2 separate regions of the Macaca mulatta genome follow, and region 1 is linked to region 2. A link is a contact called in public Hi-C data. All regions are on one chromosome and are shown on one strand. The core of a region is the stretch at or near the end of the contact, and the rest is flanking DNA. Distances in the headings are between cores, read along the strand shown.

The links. A called contact is a pair of places that touch in the nucleus more often than the background predicts.
Region 1: a contact with region 2 is called in a Hi-C map of fetal cortex germinal zone, with 3 times the contacts expected there. The contact joins the promoter of DMRT3 here to the promoter of DMRT2 in region 2. A contact is called at or near these places in 2 of 14 Hi-C or Micro-C datasets (fetal cortex germinal zone and liver).

The regions. Positions count from the first base shown.
Region 1 is chr15:98,465,201-98,467,900 of T2T-MMU8v2.0, forward strand. DMRT3 (doublesex and mab-3 related transcription factor 3) reads right to left here and starts at 1,384. Exons shown (of 2, transcript XM_001089961.5): 1 at 624-1,384. The coding sequence starts at 1,077.
Region 2 is chr15:98,390,288-98,392,987 of T2T-MMU8v2.0, forward strand. It overlaps DMRT2 (doublesex and mab-3 related transcription factor 2), which reads right to left and starts at 1,338. Exons shown (of 5, transcript XM_077966159.1): 1 at 967-1,338.

The sequences.
Region 1 (2,700 bases), core at 134-2,633, 75 kb after region 2:
TTGCTAAATGGAACTTATTTCACCAGTTACAAGAGTCTGAAGGCCACGGAGCAAAGCTAGAAAGGCCAGGGTTCTGAGAGCTGGATACTTGTCCTCACTCAAATTTTCCTGGGCCCTGGGCCGGGCCAGGCAGGCGGAAAAGCACAACCAGCTAGGAGTGTTGGGCTTTGGCGCCTTCCCTACACCTACCTACCCATTCCAACTCCCGAATGGCGAGGACCTCTAAAGCCTGCAGCCAGGAAAACCTTACTCCCCCCTCCGTGGTAAGTGTGAGCGCCTGGGTTTTAATTTGGTCCTGTCTCAACTCCGTTGTCTCCCTGCTCAATCTGACACGTTCCGAGCCCTTTAATCTGGGAAGGCACCTGGCGATCCTGACGCACAGTCCCGTCGTTTGGCTCCCCGGAGGCGCCTTCCCTGCGGGCGCGAGTGCTACTCGCTCTGGGTCCAGACTCAGCCGGCTTCTCCCGGGAGAGGAAGCCCCGGCCTGGCGGAGAGTGGGAAGGAAAGCCCCGCGAGGCCCACTTCCCAAAACTTTGCCTCCAGGCCTCCAAGTGGAGCTGCAGCAGACACTCCGAAGTTCGCCCACGCGCCCCGCCAAACTCCAGCACCTCACACACTCTTACCTGGCTTGGCGAGCTGCGCCTGCAGAGCCCCGGGTTGCGGCTCGGCGGTCCAGCGCAGCGTGGCGGCCGCGGCCAACTCGGCAGCAGGGCGCGGCGGCTGCGGCTGAGACGGCTGAGAGGCCGGCGGCGGCTGCGGGGCGGCGGCGGCGTCCCCAGGGGGCGGGGGCCCTGGGAGAGCGCGCAGCGAGTCTGGGATGAGGCTCTCCAGGCTCTCGTTGGCCTGCTGCCGGCGCAGCGCCACCTGCGCAGCCATGACCCGCTGCCGCTCGATGATGAGGATGCACTTCTCGCAGGTGCAGTCCTTGAAGCGGCAGTAACGCTTGTGGCCCTTGAGCCAGGACAGTACGCCGTGGTTGCGGCAGCGCGCGCACTTGGGCGTGCGCTGCAGGGGCGCCCGCGGCGGCTGCGACACCGGGCCGCCCATGTACAGGTAGGGGGAGCCGTAGCCGTTCATGCCCCGGGCTCCCGGATGAGTTGGCGGGCTGGCGGCGGGAGCGGGCCAGGGACCGCTGGACGGCGGGGCTGCGAGGCCCGCTTAGGGGCGGCCTCCGGGAGGCGCGGCCCTTGATCCCGCTGCCCCGGTGGTCGTGTGTGCTCCGGGGCGACTGGAGGTGCAGCAGCCGTCTCTCCAGCTCCCTTCGCGCTCACAGCTCGGTCTCCCAGCTCACGCCCAGCCAACCCCGACGCGGGCCGCTGCCTTGGGCGCGCAGCCGGGTCGGCACGTCCTTCTTAGCGGAAGCGCTGCGGCGGCTGCAAAGAGCCGGCGAGAGCTCTGATTAAGGTCTGAGCCAGCTCTTCTGCAGCTTTCTCGCGCGCTGGCGGGACCCAACACCTCCTCCGCCGCCCTCCCCCAACCCCTCCTCCTTCCTACCGCCACCCCCACCCCTGAGGTCCCTGTCTCCTTGCACTCCCCGCCCCACGCCTTTCTCCTTCTTTGCGCCCCTCGGGTGCCTGCACTTCACCTTCCTTGCCACCTGCAGCCAGGCCACTCTCGCGGGGGCGCTCACGGCCCCCTCCTCCAAGCCCTCTCCGCTACCCGAGCCCGCAGCGGGAGACTGCGGCGCTCCAGAACGCGGCGGTGCTAGCGGGGCGGAGAAGGGGAGGACCTGCGGGAGTGAGGGCGGGGGTGCCTGTAAGCGAGTGAGGTGGCCGCTCCCGTTCTCTCTCTTCTCCTCCCTCCAGTCCAGATCTGGCCGCGTTTTTCCGAGTCCAAGGCCGCTTTTATCCCGACATTTGGCCGCAGAAGCTCAGCTCCGGGAGAACTCGAACCTACTGGAGTGTTGCGGGGGCACCCCGGACCTAGGTGGAGTTTAGGATAGGGGAGTGGAGTACTGTTGGTTTAGCAAAGTTAGGTTCTTTTCGTAATTTCCTTTTAGAACGTATTTTTTTCTCTTTTGTTGCTTTAGAAGAAAATGGTTTTGGAGATCTGCAGGCCCAAGGATGACAACCCATTTTGCAGGCGAATTTTCCTTTTCTACCCTCCTATGTTTTAATATAAAAAAAAAGTCAGGGACGTACGTGTTCCCGTAAAGGATTTGTTAAGCGCCGGGTATAAACTTTGAAGAGGCAGACGCAGAAGCCACATTAGCGCCCGCAAAGTTACCGATATCCTTTCCTGTCTCCCAGCAGCCACTGAAAGCAAACGGAGGTCTTGCGCCAGCCACTCAATTCAAATCCCCACGGATTCTATGATTTAGTTATGGATATGGGATGGGGCCACTTTTTCACCTTCTTAACCCATAGACCCCAGTCATAGATGTCTTGAGGGAGAGGGTCCTTGCACAAGATGACAGCAGAAAACTTTGTTTAGATTATTTGCGTGTTACCATTCCCCCAGGAGTGGTGGGTTTGGCCTAGTGCAGGCTATCGCTATATATGCACGAGGAAGGCCCTCCCCGCTCGCACCTCCCCCCTGCCCATCGGCAAACAAACAAAAACCAAAAAAAAAAAACAGGTGGATACACTGCAGGGCAGCACAATAGCTCTATGCGAAGCGGGGCAGTTCCAGAGCCTTCGTTGGATACGCTTCTGAGAGTGTGCACCAAGCTCATCTCCTGGTGGGAAATCGAATGCTAGA
Region 2 (2,700 bases), core at 88-2,587:
TTACATGTCCCTCACTTCCAGGCCACACGTGCCTTTCTTGTATCTCTAGGGCCCCCAGGGATCTACAACCCAAGAAAGGTTTTATTTTATTAATTCTAAGTGCTCTGTAAGTACCTGACCTTTAACCGTAGCCCTCTCTGGCTTTACACAGGCTTTCCGGACAAGTCCCTGGGTAACTCACTTATCACACACACAAAATATTGTATCCAACTAGGCTGGCCCAGGCCACTTGTCAGATTTCCCCATACTCAAGTAGTAAGGCCATGATGCATATGAAACTATCCGTGGAAGAACTGTTTTCCTTTCATTACAAGTGGCCCTTCAGACCCACTGAAGTACCACTCCATGCTTCCCAAATGCCTCTCATCAGCCTATATCACCACAAGGACCCCTCCTTGGGCTTGAAGAGGTCCTCTCACCCCCCTCCCCAAAATAATCAACTGAAAACCAAAATTTTGTTGTCATTAGACTCCCATAGGGGCAAAGAGCACAAAGCTACAGATGCCCGTCCAGCCTTAATAGTACTTGGGGCGCCACAGGGCTGAGCTGTGTGGGCTCTCTGTACTTAGGGCTTGGTTTACATCTTTAAGGCAAGGCATTCAAGTCAAACAGAAAAGGTGAAGGATGATTCACGCCCTTTGCCCTCCCTGACACCCCGAGCGGCATCACAGCACTCACCAAAACTTTGAGGCCCGGGCTGGTAGCCCAGTCAAAAGATATCCAGCTTTAGGATCTGGCGCTAGGGCTGCTGGCTGTGCATGCAAACAGAAATCGGGGTCGCTACCCTCAACCACGAAATCGGGAGCTGATAGCTGGAGGCCCGGAAAGAACCCACTGGATGGTGGAGAGGAGGGAGAAGGTGGAGGGAAGGAGAGAGGAAGCCAGTCAAGTCCTCAGCGACCTAGCCCAGCACATCCCGAACTCTGCAAAGTTCTGCTCGGTCTTCTGCAGCCTCGGGCGCCTCACCTTGCTGAGGCCGCTTTCGCTTCCTCTGACCCAAGCTGGGCGGGAAAGGTCGGGCCGCCCCCGCCTGGCTCAGATCGCGAGCTCACCGAGCGGGCGAGCGCAGCTGCTCTCAGCGCAGCGCCACTGGCTTCTGTCGCCAAAGTGCGCTCCCCTTCCTAGTATTATCCGCTCGGGCCCCAGAGCTTTACGTCCTCTGATTGGCCGGTTGTCAGGCGGTGTGTACACTGATTGGCCAAGGCACGCCGGCTGGGCGCCCTCCGCCTCTCGCGGTGTACACTCTCCTCCCTGAAGCGCTCCGCCAGAATCCGCCCGCCGGGCCTTCGGTGCAGCCGGGTCGCCTGTCCAGAATTTAAACCCGACGTATGACGGTGCCTGCAAGAGAGAAGTCGCCATTTATCTCGCAGACTGGGAAACAAGCAGAGATACACTCTGAGGAATGTAAGAGAAGGTAATAAACGACAAGAAAGAGATCAGAAGGACCAGTATTGGTCTCTATCAGCATCACAAGTATTTCGGCGACTCAATCAATAATTAATCTAAACTGGGCCTAAAAATGATGCCTCTCTATCTATCGGGGCGTACAGCGACATCCTTCTTTCTCCTGCAAGAGTGCATCAGTGGTTACCTGGCACCGAAGCTCCTAGTTAGCATACAAATGGCCTGTTGATATTTCTGTGTCTAGTGCCAAGTATTCTCGAAGTGCCAAATAGTTCCTCATTAACCTTCACCGAGCCCGTGTGGCAGGTGGCCAAGTCAACTACAAGTCACTTACATTTTTCTGCTGTATCAGTTGCTATTACGGTTAATTTGAGGAAGATCAGAAATGCATGCTATTAAGAGATTTAGGTGAATCCATTCACCCTAAGCATGCATTAAACAAACCTCTTTTTAAAAAAAAAGACTGCTTTTTAGTGTGCATAGTTGTATTTATAGACTTTCTAATGACTCCCTCAAAAAATCCTTTACAAAATGTTTAGCAATAAAAAAAATTCCAACATATTAAAAGAAGGAATTAGTCTTCTAATTAAACTCTGCTTTACATTTCTTGAACTCCATTTAAAGTAATATGGACGCTTTTCTAACTGCATCTGTAAATAATCAAGACCTCTCAAGTATGATCTGTTTAGGAGACTTTACAAAATTGAGTGTCATCGCACTGAGCACATAGTAGGCCTGCAACAAATACTTGTTGAAAGGTGGAAATTCCTGACGTAATTCAAACCTTACTTTTCTCCGAGTCTGTCAGAATGTTAAAAGTTAACCTAGCTCCGAGAGGTGGAAACAAAGGCAGCTTAGGAACTACCGTGGAACGCGACCTGCCAGAAGCACCATTCTCAAGCCTTTAGCGATGTTGGAAAGTTCCTCCCCGGTGACCAGGCACTGGGATTCCCATTTGTACGAGTGCTTCTTCCCAGAGCCTCTTGCGAAGCCCAATGAAGGAAGTAGAGAAACAGTCCTGCTTATTCTCTTCGGCTTTTCCGTAGCTCTGGAGACTCAGAGGGTGACTTGGGAGCGGTGCGCGCTCCGACAAGGGACAGGGGGTCACACAGACTGTTACTTCCTCTCCCTTGACACCACCTTGTAACACCAGGTTCTTTTTGCACATTTTAATACCCACTCATCAAAGCACATTTCCTTCACCTGCACTGGAGCGTTTAAATTCTCGACAGCAGCAGAAATATGTTCCTATCCCAATTTTTTCCATCGACGAAACTGAGGTTCAGAGAGGAGCCC